2 separate regions of the Athene noctua genome follow, and region 2 is linked to region 1. Evidence: chromatin contacts called from public Hi-C data. All regions are on one chromosome and are shown on one strand. Each heading gives the region's core, a stretch centred on a gene start, on an enhancer-like site or on the middle of the called end of the contact. The rest is flanking DNA. Distances are from core to core; before and after follow the strand shown.

The links. A called contact is a pair of places that touch in the nucleus more often than the background predicts.
Region 2: a Hi-C map of heart shows a contact between it and region 1, with 4 times the contacts expected there. The contact joins the promoter of UHRF2 here to the promoter of KDM4C in region 1. A contact is called at or near these places in 2 of 2 Hi-C or Micro-C datasets (heart and liver).

What each region holds. Positions count from the first base shown.
Region 1 is chrZ:69,285,596-69,292,298 of bAthNoc1.hap1.1, reverse strand. KDM4C (lysine demethylase 4C) reads left to right here and starts at 3,262. Exons shown (of 21, transcript XM_074932071.1): 1 at 3,262-3,406.
Region 2 is chrZ:69,459,253-69,465,955 of bAthNoc1.hap1.1, reverse strand. It overlaps UHRF2 (ubiquitin like with PHD and ring finger domains 2), which reads left to right and starts at 2,568. Exons shown (of 16, transcript XM_074931562.1): 1 at 2,568-3,136. The coding sequence starts at 2,984.

The DNA.
Region 1 (6,703 bases), core at 2,013-4,512:
GTGTTTGCTGCCATCTCACGTGTTTTAGGCAGTACTGCAGTGAAATTCTGCAAAAGAACTTTTTCTGCCTCAGAAGTGACCTTACTTTAGATAGCTATTCTACTGTCATGTTAAGCAAACACGTTGCCTAAAATTCTGAAAAGATTTCTTACTATTATGGCTACACAATATCGAAGTAACCTTCATTCAAAACAAGTTTGGGTGAAATACCACAGTGTATCATCCAGTTTTCAGTCTCCCAGTGAATGAAAGACATTGACATACTTAAACAAGTTCAATGGAAGGGCACAAGATTGTCAGGGGCTGGAGGATATGACTTGCAAGAAGCAACTGAGGGAGCTGGGTTTATTCAGCCTTAAGAGGACAAGGCTTCAGGGTGATCTTGTTGCTGTCCATTATCACCTAGTGGGATGGCATAGGAAAGATGGAGCTTCCTTGGAAACACAGCGATAGGACAAGACAAACATATGAGCTGCAATACAGGAAATTCGGATTATATTAAGCAAAAAAAGTTTTCACCATGTCTTGGGTTGCAGTGTATTCTATTACCATCCTCATGAGCTGTTGAAATCAATGCAGTGTTTCCTTCCCCCCGCGACTATCTTTCTGCTAATGGCCCATCAATGCGATGCAGCAGGACTCATTATCCCATGTGAGATGCTCCACCCAAAGGGAGAAACCAAGCATTCCATCCTGGCTATAATCTGAGATTCTGAATACCAGAGACACTCTCTTTTCCACTGAATTTCCAGAGGACAGGAGCTACTTAGCCACCAGTGGACTTTTTCTGAGGAAGAGCAGATCTTCTTTCTACAGGATCACCCCTTCAGGGGAACTGCAGCCACCATCCTGATTAACAGGGTATCACCCTGACTCTGTCAGTTTAACCCAGTGTTATCTGCTTATATATATATATATATATATATATATATATATTCCCCCCCTTTTTTATTTCCCTATTAAATTGTTATTCTGACTTGGTGTCTCCCACTAGTTTGTTTTCAAACTAGCAAACACCATGAGTGGTACAGGGACCCAGAGGTGTCATGGAAGGTGAACTCATAAATAGACATCAACTACTGAAATGAGAGTGGCTTCTGACCTCTGCCAAGGGGAGTGAAAGAGATACACTGTTGTACAGCAGAAAGGTCATTTATTGGTCGGAAGCTTGTGGTGCCTAGATATTGCATCAGCAACTAAAGGTGAGGGAAATTAGAGGTTACAACCTTTTTTCATAGTAGCTGTGGTCACATGAGCAAGGTTTTTGTTAGTAGCCAACACTAACCTAAAAGCATAGCCGAAAACATGAAAGGCAGGAAGTGCATGCAGAAAAGCTTACTTAAACCTCAGTAAGAAAAAAATTCTTCATGCCAGCTAGAACATGTCAGCAAATACATAAAACTGTGATGTTATCATGTAACTGTTCTGAGGAAGGCCACTGTCCTTTCTTCCATCTAGAAAGACAGAGGTGCTAAACTACTGGCACTGGAGAATGATGTCAAAGCAGTTTTCCATAGCCACAGCATGGCGAGGGTTAATGTTCTCAGAATATCCAACTACATCCTCAGTCTGATACTTGCACGGAGAGGTGTATGCTTTGGCAATATGGTAGTACAGTCCGGACACATAGTGACCTCACAGAGACTTGTCACCTGAAAGAAGATCAGATGAGGAGAGGTGCTGACTCAATGCTTTCAAGAGTCACTGCCGTGCTTTCTCTTCAACAAGTACTCAGCAGGACTCTTAGAGATCGTATTAGAAAACAATCCTAAATCATCAGTCTTTTGTGCTTTATAACTGACTCGATGAGCAAAGAATGAACCTAATGAGCTGTGAGAAACTGCATTCAACTGCACTGTCGTCTAATAAGCATTTTCTTCATCCCCCCAAAGGCTTGAGGAAGAAGGCAAACAACTTCTTCCATTTCTACTTGTATTAGTGAAACCAAAAGTTCTTTTATGAGGCAGATGAATATGAGTCATTTTAGACACTGCTATTCATAGTGATGTCCTACAGAGATAGAGCTGCATGAGTTTTCTTGGGACTGAAGGTACAGTATAAACAGTACTACTATCATTTAATGTGTAGCCCTGTGCTTACATGACAAGGCAACATGAAAGTTTCCGAGAACAGCAAAATTACAGTGATTAGATGTGTTTCTTTTAAAAAAAAAAATCCTGCGTTTTCAGGTTACATTAATACTGAAAAAAGTCTTTGGCACTTAAAGTGTAAACTAAGTCTTCTTTCAACATAATAGGCACACTTGAAGAAGCACATTTAAAAGGGATTTTAGTTATCTTTTCGTCATTTTTCACTATTTTTTTGACCATAGCAACCAGAAGCTAAAATGAAAGATAATCGGAGATTACTAAAACATATCAAAGCATATCACACAGTTAAAAAAAAAGCCTGACTGATTTATTTTAGCAGCCACATGAACAGTCAACATTACACTGCACCACCAGAAAGTAAATGCATGACATACAGCACTGTGGAGCTTAGTCACTAACATCAACACTACGTTTTTGGAAACATAATCACTTTCATATAGCAGTACTGGTTGGTAAGGGACATGAGAGTGGAGGAGGATAACCGAGTCGACCTAGCAGCTTGCCCTGATAGATACATCATTCCTACGGACCAGGTCTCGCCTGCCAAGTATTGTTGAGGCGAACCGACCGACTTCGTTCGTAAACTCGGGGCTGCGCTTTCCTGACACGTCTCTCGGTAGGTGCCGCGGCCGGTGGAAGGCAACGCCGGCTCCCGGTTCAAGAGCACGCACCGCTCGGGGGCGGCTAGGGCAAGAGGCAGGCAGGGACTGCGGGGCCGGAGTGGCGGAGGAGGCACTCACAGCGCCACCGCTTCCCCCAGTGACACCGCTCAGCCTCTCGCTCTGGAGGCGGGCGGCCCGCACGCCTGTGCCCGAGCCGGGCCGCAGGGCCGCCGCAGGGCCGCCTCACGCCCGGCGACAGCCGCCGACGGCAGCGCCGCGGGCTTCCCGCGCCAGGTGACCACCCTCAGGGCGCGAGAGTCCCCACGTGACCGCCACGCGGCTCCGCACCCCTCAGCGGCCGCCGCGCTCTGCGGGGGCGGGAGCGAGACCCCGGCGCCCGCAGCCGCGTCCCGCCAGGAACCGCCCGCGGCGGCGCCGCCCGCCTCTCGCGCGTGACGCGGGCGCCGCGCCTCTGTCACGTGCTCCCTCCCCTGGTCCACCGCGCGTCCCATCCCGGCGGCGCGCGCTTGCGCAGCCAGCGGCTGTCATCCGCCGCGGAGCGGGGGTCCCGCCGGCGCGGGCGGCGAGAGCTCTGGGGACCCGCGGGCCGGCGCTGCCGGCCTGCGCTGCCGCTGTTCCCCCAGCCTCCTCGGCTTCCTCTGGCTGCTGCCTGCTTAACCCCGTCCCGGAAAGGTGAGGGGCGAGCTCCGGGCTGGGCAGCGACGGGTTTGCGGGGAGGAGGTGTGGGGCGACCTGCCGGCTCGGAGGGACGGCGCGGGGTGTGCGCGGGCCGGGGGCGAGCGGGAGGGTAGGGGAAGGCCGGGACGGGCGAAGGGCTGACGGCGGTGCGCGGTGGGGCAGGGCCGGGGAAAACGCCGGAGTCCGGCCGGGTCGGAGCGCGGGGCTCCGGCGGGTCGGTTAGACGGGCAGCGGCTCGCCGGGCTCGCCCGCTCCAGGGCACGCCGTGGGGGTCGGGTGCGAGGCGCGGAACGGCCGTCGTGCCGGCCGTCAGCCCCCCGCTGGGGTGCGTGAGGGGTCGGGGCGCCCCGCGGCCCGGAGGGAATCCGTCCGGGGACTCCGCGTTGTGAGCGAGTGGTTTTCGGCTGGGACGGGGCTGGGGAAGCGAAACCGGCAGGTGTCGGAAAAATACGGCTCGTGTGTTCTTGGCCAGCCCTTCTAGGCAGGCGGTGGAAGCTCTCCGGGAGACCAGGCGGTTTCCCCGGGTGGTCGGAGTGGATGCGCTGAGTAAAAGAGCGTTGCCTGTCTCCGTGTCTTTTTGGGCATTGGAGGAGTTCTGTGACTTCCCAAACGGTCTCTTTTCATCACAAAGTGTAGCAGCGTTGTTACAGCTCTTTAGTTTCTGCATGTCGTTAAGGCGTTCCTGAAAGTTAACTGTTGTAAAGCGTTAGGAAAAAAAGCTTCAAACTTCTGAGTAAAATAGTTACGCGCCAGTTTCAGAACTGTCTTGTTTACAGTGTTTTCAGAGCCATTTGCGGGATCGGGGCTTTATGCCGCGTTAATAGGCTTCTGTTAATGAGCCTTCACTCTTCTGCAGAAGGACTAGCAATCTGAAATGCTAAGTGTGTACAAAATATTTTTTTCTGATAGTTAACTGTGTTAGGAAAAACACAGGTGTCCATGTGTTTTTCAAAGATTTGTACTAGTTCAGAGCATATCTAGTATTTATCATTTATTAAACTGTGTTCTTTTCTGAGACATCAACAAAACCAGCAATGGAGGTCACCTGGTGGCTACAAAAACAGCGGTGCTGTGATGAAACACTTTTCACAAGAAACTCACTAGCAGTCTAATGCAGGTTATTTTTTGTCACCCTGCAGTGGCTTTTTTGTTAACATTTTTAACGAACCAAAAATGTGAAAATGACTGTGGTATAAAATTTCTTAGGCTTTACCCTTACTTTGCTTGAACTGTGATAACTAACTCATGGTATTGCTTGACAAGAAATACCTTCCAAACACAAGGCAATGGAAAGCACAAGCATGATTTGCTTTTGAGTACTTAAAATGAGGGTAAACTGAACCAGTGGCAGTTCTGCTTATCTTACTCTCAACTTCGGTTTGGAGCAGCGCTGATATTATAGATTGCTGGCAGCTGATGGTTTTCTTTTAGCTGAGTGCAGATACAGATGTGTGTAAGAGCAGTTTCCTTTCTAGGGCCTAACCCAGGAAACTGTCTCATCCAAATAGGCAGACAGGCTTAAATAGCTGTTGGCAGAGTTAGAGCCAATGCATGCAAGGGAAAAACCTTCAGTCAGTGTATGTTTTTAAAAAAATAAATTGACTTGGTCTCTTTTTTTTAAAGGTAAAGATGATGAAATAGGAAAAAAAAAACTTGAAGTACTATAATTTTTAGTGCTTAGTTATTGATGAGCACCACAATCAGGTAGACAGTTCTGCACCAAATCTAAATATACAATTACCACAGTAATGCCTTCAAATCAGAAAATTATGTTGTCAGTTGCTAATTATTAGAATCTTCCTAAGTTATATGAACAAGCACAGTAATTATTAAAAAAAATGATTTCATGCCTAACTTTATTAAAAAATATTGTGTTGAGTAGATTTGGGACTTTCTCAGTTTAAACAGCTCTTGATTGATCTACTTAGTTCTGCAGTTAATTCGCTTTGAAATTCTCAGGTTTTTCTATAGGTGTCTTTTGCTGGGATATGTTTCATCAGCATGATGCTGAGCAAAATGTGAATAGGGTATACAGTGGTGTCAGCTTTGGTCAAATCTGATGTTCTGAAATGTTAAGATTTTAATACCTATTTTGTAAAAAATCTCCATGATCACTTGATAGCTTAATCTTTCATGTATCAGAATGGAAAAGTGACGTGTTTTTGATTTTTGTATAGATTCATAGACTCATATTTTGAAGAACTGCAGTATTTTATACTTGGAAGATAGTAATTGTTGTGTGATTAAATCACATAATGAAGGTGTTCATAACAGTTTGCAGATCCAAATTCCAGAATGCAGAAATATAGTTTCAGATGTGCCATAAATAGCTTTAAGGGGAGAAAGTACATCGTTTTGTTTCTCAGGTTATAGAGACTCTACAGGTTGGGTTTTTTTTTGTCCTGTTCTTGTTCTGTATCTGATAAAGGATTTGCTATATAGTGGTAGGTTGTGAGAAGTAGTATCACTGTTACTGTAGAATATCCCTGAGAAGGATATGTGTGTTTTGATGTTAAGGAGTTGTGAAAGCCAAGGTATAAGGGTATCTTTTGGGAGGAGACCTGTAAAGGCAGTTAATGTGCCCTATAGTTAGGGAGTTTTTTTGAGAAATGCATATGGGCAGAAATGGCAGAACCATTTAAAAGTGTTTAATCAGGAAGCATTTCACATTCAGCACCTGCTGTTTGTATCCCCAGAAGTGTTACAGGCTGCATTAGCAGTAAGTATTTTTCTGAACTTTTAGGTGCTTGTAAATTAACTTTTTAAAAACTGAGGTCTAGGCCAAGCTGCTTTCTGGTCTCCATGAGGCCTACACCCAAATTTGAGAGTGTTGTTAAACCATTGTGTGAATTTATGGTTTACTTGCATCTTGAGTAGTGCTTACAGCTTTGGTACCCCTTTCCCCTGACTAAAAGTAATTTACTGGAACAGGTAAAGCTTCAGGAATATGATGCAGTGATGATGGGATGAATTTTTCTGCAAGGAGACTAGGAGTCTTAAGCTTAAGGGAGAGGTGGCTGTGGGAGACCATGACAAGAGATCCGTAAGTCGTGTGTGGACTGAAAGTAGATATGGGCAGATAGATAACTGTTGCCAGTGTGCACATGAGATGTCAGATGAAACTAAAATGTGAGATATTAAAAATGTGCAGAAGGAGATTTATCACTATCATATTGCTGATTGTGGAATGCTTTATCATGAGATAGATGGTTTAGGTATTAAAAGCCTGCAATGGTTCAAAATCATGGGCAAAAAAAGTCCCCAAAATGCAGTAATACCTTCTCTGTCTAA
Region 2 (6,703 bases), core at 1,319-3,818, 170 kb before region 1:
TGAAGCCTGAACAGGCTCCAAGCCGAAGCTGCTAACTTAGTGTGTAATCATGAACAAAGTATGTAAACTCGCTAGTGAAAGATGCAGTTTAGACAAAATATAATCATTAGTGAGGAGAGAATGTCTCCACCTTCCCTTGTTTAGCCTTGTTCAAGGCTGAGAACCCAAGGATCTGGCCTTGTTAGAAACTCCCTTGGTTTCCCCCCCTGAACCCTGGCCAGGCTTTGGGTGGAATCCAACAGAAGAATAAAACGAGAAATTTTCCGCTCAAAACAAAGGTGCCAGCTCTTCTGGCCTGTCGATCTCTGGTCTACAGTGCTGGGCCGGTTTGCAGCGACTTTGGCAGCCTCACCTACGGGTGGAGGCACCGCGTAGGATTTCCCCCTTGCCGGGACAGGCTCTGCAAAGCCTCGCTGTGACCGGGGCTGCCCAGCCACTGCGGGGCTGGGTGATGGTAATATATGCAAGTGGTGATGTATTTTTCTTAATCTCCATTCTCTCTCTCGTGTAGTAATGATTTGATACATTACCCTGTATTCTCCTGTTTGTTGCTTTAAGTGCACTATTCTGCTTTTTCTTACTGCATGTTTCTGTATTACACTGTTACATTACTTGGTTATCACGAGTAAAATACGCCTACTCTTTTCACTCTGGTGTCTGAGTTTAATTGGTATCCTTAATCAGCAAAACACTGCCAAAGACAGCAAAGGTTAGACAACAAAGCTGCTCAGAATCCCTCCCAAAGGCATCCATTATTGCATCTCCTGGTTTTCTAGTGAGCCTTGTATCAGATACATTTTTATAGTATTTTACCACTATCTATGTGTACTGTTTTTGGATGGGATGGAGTGAATTTTCTTCGAAGTCGCTGGTTCGGTGTTTTGGATTTGTGAACAATATGATGTTGAACACAGGGATGTTTTAGCTATTGCTGAACAGTGCTTACACAGGATCAGGAATGTTTCAGTTTTTCACACCGCCTTGCCAGCAACTAGGTTGGGGGTGTGCAAGAAGCTGGAAAGGGACCCAGCTGGGACAGGTGATCCTACTGATATCCCAGGCCATACAATGTCATGCTCAGCAAAACAAGCTGTGGGAAGAAGAAGGAAGGGTGGGACATTAGGAGTTACGGTGCTTGTTTTCCGAAGTAACGTTTATATGTGATGAAGCTCTCGTTTCCTGGAAATGGCTAACCATCTGCCAGATGATGCAAAGTACTGAATCAATTCCTTATTTTCCTTTGCTTGAGCACACAGCTTTCGATTTACCTGTTAAACCGTCTTTATCTTGACCCACAGCTTCTCACTTTGCCCTTCTGATTCTCTTCTCCATCCTGCTGTGAGGAAGTGACCAAGTGGCTGTGTGGGATTGTGGGAATACAATGGAAGATCGGCAAGGAGGACTGCAAAGACGCTCAAGTGACTTGCAGCTGGGGCGCCGATAAAAAAACATGTATCACACTAATTGTTTAGGTCTGTGTGCTTGATGGGTAGAATGTCTGCGCTTAGATAACACAGGCCTGTGAGAGACTCAGAGGCACCTTATTGAACATCCTTGAGATTCCTTCCTGGATGTGGGAAAGATCAAAGTGCAGTGGCAGTGGAAAAGTACGCCTGTGAAAACCCCGGATATATACAGCCAAAAGCAGTCGGCCCAAGATCTGTTCTTGCTCCTCCTTTTCCTGAGTAGCAAGGCCCGAGCTCTGCTGTGCCTGCATCCCCGCTTGTGTGCCTCTGCCCGAGTGTTGCTGCAGAGATCCCTCGGGTCGTGAGGTAACGAGAATAAATTTACTCTTTGCATTTCATCCGTGAATTTGTGGTTGTTCCTGCATCCTGCCTGTGCCAGCTCACACAGGGGCTCAGCTGCATACCAGGGCTAGCCCACAACAACGTGGTAAACCCACGTTGTTCTGATGTCAATTTGCAGAATTACCCAATCTAGAAAAATATAGAAAGACACACCCACATTGGATTTGAAGTACAAGCGAGGCTTGCCTTCCCTTGTCTCGCCCCATGTTTTCGTCTATCTAATACAACAGGCGCAGCCAGACTTAACCGGTATTTTTTGGTTAGAGCTAAATCTGGCTGGGCCGAGATGTTTTGTCTTCGGAAGTGCCAGCGTCTGGGCTTCACTGGCGGACACGGCTCTCCCGGCCGCCTAGGGATGCTCGGCCGTTCCGACGGCTGCCAGCCGGCGGGCCGGGCTAGGCCGCAGGCCCTGCGGGCCGCGAGGCCCGGGAGCCCGCCCCGCGCGGGGGCCGGGGACACGGTCCCGCCCGGCCGCCATGGAAACGGCAACGGCCGCTGACCCGCGCGCGCCAAGCCCTCCCCGCCGGCCTCGCGCCACCCGCCGGCCGAGGACGCCGCGGGGGGCGGGGCCGGTCCCGGGGGCGGGGCCGTGCGCCGCCCGACTGCGGCGCGCGGGCGGCCGGGCCGAGCGCAGCGGGAGGGGGCGTGGTGCCGCCCGCCCGCGCCCGCCCGCGCCCCCGCCCCGGTGTTGTTGTCTCATACGGCCGAGGCCGGCGGCTCTCGCGAGATCGGCGTTGGCGCCGTGACCTCCATGTGAGAGCGGCGGCGCCTGGTAAACACTCCTCGGGGTCGGGAGATGGCTCCCGGCGGCGCCCGTTAGACCTGGCCGCGGTGGCTCCCGCCAGACTCCGCCTCGCCTTGTGCTGCCGCGGGGAGGCCCGCGGCGCGGGCGATCGGGAAGCGGCGGGGGATCGGCTCGGGTCTCCTTCCCTCTCCGCGCCCCTCCGAGCGAGGACGGCGGCCCGCCGGGCGGGGAGGGCTCGCGCCTGTTCCGCGGGATTTGAAAATCCTGCCCCGCTGAGCCGAACAAAGAGCGGGGGAAGCGCCCGGCCCCCTCCCCTTCTTCCTCGTACGCCGCAGACGCGCACCCGGGGAGCGGACCGCTTTCCCACCCCCTGCCCCAGATCTCCCCCCCCCTCCCCGCGGCTGGCGGAGCCACTGGGAGGGCGCGCACCATGTGGATCCAAGTCCGAACCATAGACGGCACCGAGACGCAGACCATCGACGACCTGAGCCGCCTCACTAAGATCGAGTGCCTGCGGGAGAAGATCCAGGAGACCTTTCGCGTAAGCCCCGACCGCCAGCGCCTCTTCTACCGGGGCAAGCAGGTGAGGCGGAAACGCCCCGACCTGGGTGGTGGCGGGCGGGGGCTTTCCCGTCGCCCGCCCCGCGCGTCCCCTCTCGAGCTCGGCTCTTTGTGTGGCCCTGCGCGGAGGTCCTCATCCCCACCCATGTGTCGTCCCCTGCCTCCGGCTTTTGTTTACTCCCGTCCCGTCGGGCCTAGAGGGAGGCGGGGGGCCCGAGGGAGCCAAGGCGTCAGGCGCTGGGAGCCGGCTCCCTCCTGTCCCCCCTCTTCCCCGACGGCGAGCGGGTGCCGGAGAGGCCCCTTTGTGTGTTTATTTTCCCACCTGAACCGCGGGAGGCTCCTCCCCCAGCCCCTGCCTTTATCGCAGCGAAGTGACAGGGCGGCCGGAGGGCTGCCAGGGGGAGGGAGCCCCTCCGCTCTCGCCCTCCCCCGCAGGCCCCGCCGGCGGAGCGCCCGGACCGCGCATCGCCCGCCGAGCCGCGGCGGCCGCCGCCCCGGCCGGACAGGGGCAGAGCCTGTGGCGCGGCGGTACGGCGGGCCGTGTCCGCGGCGGAACGCCGCCCCGCGGCCCGCACGTGGCGGGGGGGGCTGGCGGGGGGGGGGGGGGCGGCGCGAAGTGCGATGTCCCGTCAGGACCCGCTGCGGGGCCGGTACGGCGCGCCCCTCCCCCGGCGTCCGGCGACGCGCCGCGGAGTAACGGTTCTGGGGGCCGCCGGCTGCGAACCCGTCCCACCCGCCCCGGCGGCGCTCGGCCCGGCGGGCTCCCGCGTGGGCGCGGCGGCGGCGCGGGGTTAGTTTGCGCGGGCAGGGCTCGTGCGCGCTGTTCCCCCGGCGCGGGGAGCGGCGTGTCACGGCGGCGGGGGCTGCGGGCAGCCCCGGGGGGCGCTTCATCCGGAGCGGAGCCCGGCGTTACGCTTTCTGTGAGCGGGTGCTTCCCCTCCGGTGCCGGGTAGGTCTCGATCCGAATAGGTTTCCTCAGGCTGTGCCTTTGTTGCTGGAGGGGGTAACCTTTCAGGCTGCGTGGCACGAACTATGAGGTGTACTCAGTGCTCGAGTGGTTAAGCCAGGCAGAACTGTTACCTGACTGCGAGGGTGTCGGATGTGTGGTGTATTTCGGCGAGCGTGGCACTTCAGATTCACCTTACAACAGATGAGTGTTGCAGTGTTCACCTACACGGAGTAACGCAAGGCGCTAACATTTCTGCCTCAAAAGAGATGAAGTGTGTATCTTTCCAAGAAAGGGGAAAAAAGTAACAAATAGAAATGTAACTATGACTAGGAGGTAAGTATTAGTGGCTAGATGCTAAGCCTAGATTGTGAACCCATTAGCAAACTAGGAGACTTTCGTGTTCTACAGATTGGTGACAGTGAGAGTTTGTGAGGATGCGTCTGCCAAGTCAATTACCATCTCATGTTTCTCTGAAGGGACCAAATCAAGGAACATCAGTCTTGAAGTTGTGTGTGACCTGTTTAGCTTTGTGCTGTGCCAGCACGCCTCTTCTTTCAGTGGAGAGCTTGATGTGAGGCGCAAGGCTTACACCAGCAACAGGGGAGATCAGCCTGTAATGAGTTGTGCTTTTCTACGTAGTCTATCAGTGGCCAGACCAATCAGCTTCAGCACTTTAGTGAGCAGATTTCTTGCTTAAGAAAGCAGAATAGGGAAATACTATAGCAGAAATTGCCTACGTGAGCAGCATTTGTGAGCTTAGTGCTTAGTTTATCCAGTTTAGGATACAGTTGGGATCGTGTTCAGTGAAGAGTTAAGGAGTTCTCTTTTATAGCTTCACTCACCATTTATGTCCGTTTTCTTGCAATTACTATAATTAATTCTGAAGTATCCATGATGGTTATGGATTGCTTCTCCAATCCCATGGTGGTAGTAAGTAGAAAAAAGGTTGGAAGGATTGCTCTTGCACAAGTAAAACTGGATGTTGAGACGCATGAGCAGAGGAAACTGTAAACAACTTCAGCTCTCTCAGGGCTGTGCTAAAGAATAAAAAAGGGCATCTCAGTTAAATGTGAAGTGAATAGAAAGCAGTATACTGAGGTGGAAACACGTATTCCTGCATGTGTTGGAAGAACCGTTATCTAGTGCAAACTCTTCCTATATTCACTCAGTATGGTTAAATCTCTACAGTCTGCTAGTAGAGCTGTGATCTTGCTACTGAGCACTGGTTACTGTTGTCTTTCTGGGACCTTCTAGAAATGTGTGGACCTTGCCAGTGGTGTGTACCAGAAGACTGGCTAAATAACCTCCTTTTTTCTAAAAATGGGAGTTGTTTGAAGTTGTAAGGATACAGACACCAGAGTCACCATTTATGGACTGAATTTCAACAACTTGATGTTCTTAGCTTGCCACAGAGAACAGCTTCAACTAAAATTTTGATCTAGAGCCATTATTCTGCTGTTCTGTAGGAGTGTCCATGCTCAGTTATTGTAGTTGATATGGTATACTGTTATTTGCTCTTGTCTGATCTTCAAACACAGATGCAGGATGTTAAGTGGGCAATACTTCACCCTCCTGTTCTTGAGGGTTAAAATACCCTAGAATTACTGATGAAAACCTAGTGTTGTGATTAATGTAGTACTTTATTACTATTTTTTTCTTGCAAAACCAGGAAAAGCGCTACTCGTTTGAACAGACTGGTTTCTGGTTTTTAACTCTTACTGCCTGGAGGACCTACCATTCACACACGGCACTGAAGACTGAGCACAGTAGTATTGCTCTGTAACTTGGTCTTGTCTGTGAGGACATCCTCGACTCTGGGATCCACATTTCTGCAGAGCTGAATTATTGTCTATCAGCCAGAGAAGTCATTCTGTAGGTTGAGGCAGAACTTTATGAGGAAAGAGAATAGTAGCGTATGCATAGTTCCTTAATGTGGTGCAGTAACTGAGTCTGCAGTTAGCCAGAGAAGTCTACTGAAAATAGAAGCCTGCAGTGATCTCTTTTAATTTCCTTGTTGAAGACGTTCGATTGTTGGCTGGAAGGAGTTTCTTGGAGGGACATAAATATTTCCTTTTGCTGGTATAAATTGTATCTTAACCTTGCTCCACCATAGACTACTCCCATCTAGTGCTTTATCTCCCTTGTTACCTGTTAACTCTGAGTAAACTCAGAAATTACAATGCATTGTGTGGAGTTCCTCTAAAATTCAGAAATGCAAGACAAGACCGTCTGTCTTCTGGCAGCATACTCTCTGTCCTAATTGGAAAACCTGTATAGCACTTCTTGATGAGGAGTTCTCAATTTCATTCATGAAAGTGAAGGAGATACTGCAGAAGACAAATTCTTGGCATCTTGACCTACCAGAGTAGATTTTCTACAGGACCAAGCTATAGTCATTGTGGGGTTTCTAGCTTTCAGTTACAATGTTGGAGAAATTGAGCAGTAAAAATACATTGAAGTTTATTGAAGTTTGAAAACTTGCCAGATATCTTAAGCTTGTCTGGAAGACTGTAGGGGTATTAATACCTACTTACATTTCTGTCATCGTTTAAACCTGGTTGGCAGCCAAACACTGCGCAGCCCCTCACTCACCAGTTCCCCCTCAGGAATGGAAAGGAGAACATAAAGCAGAAGGGTTAG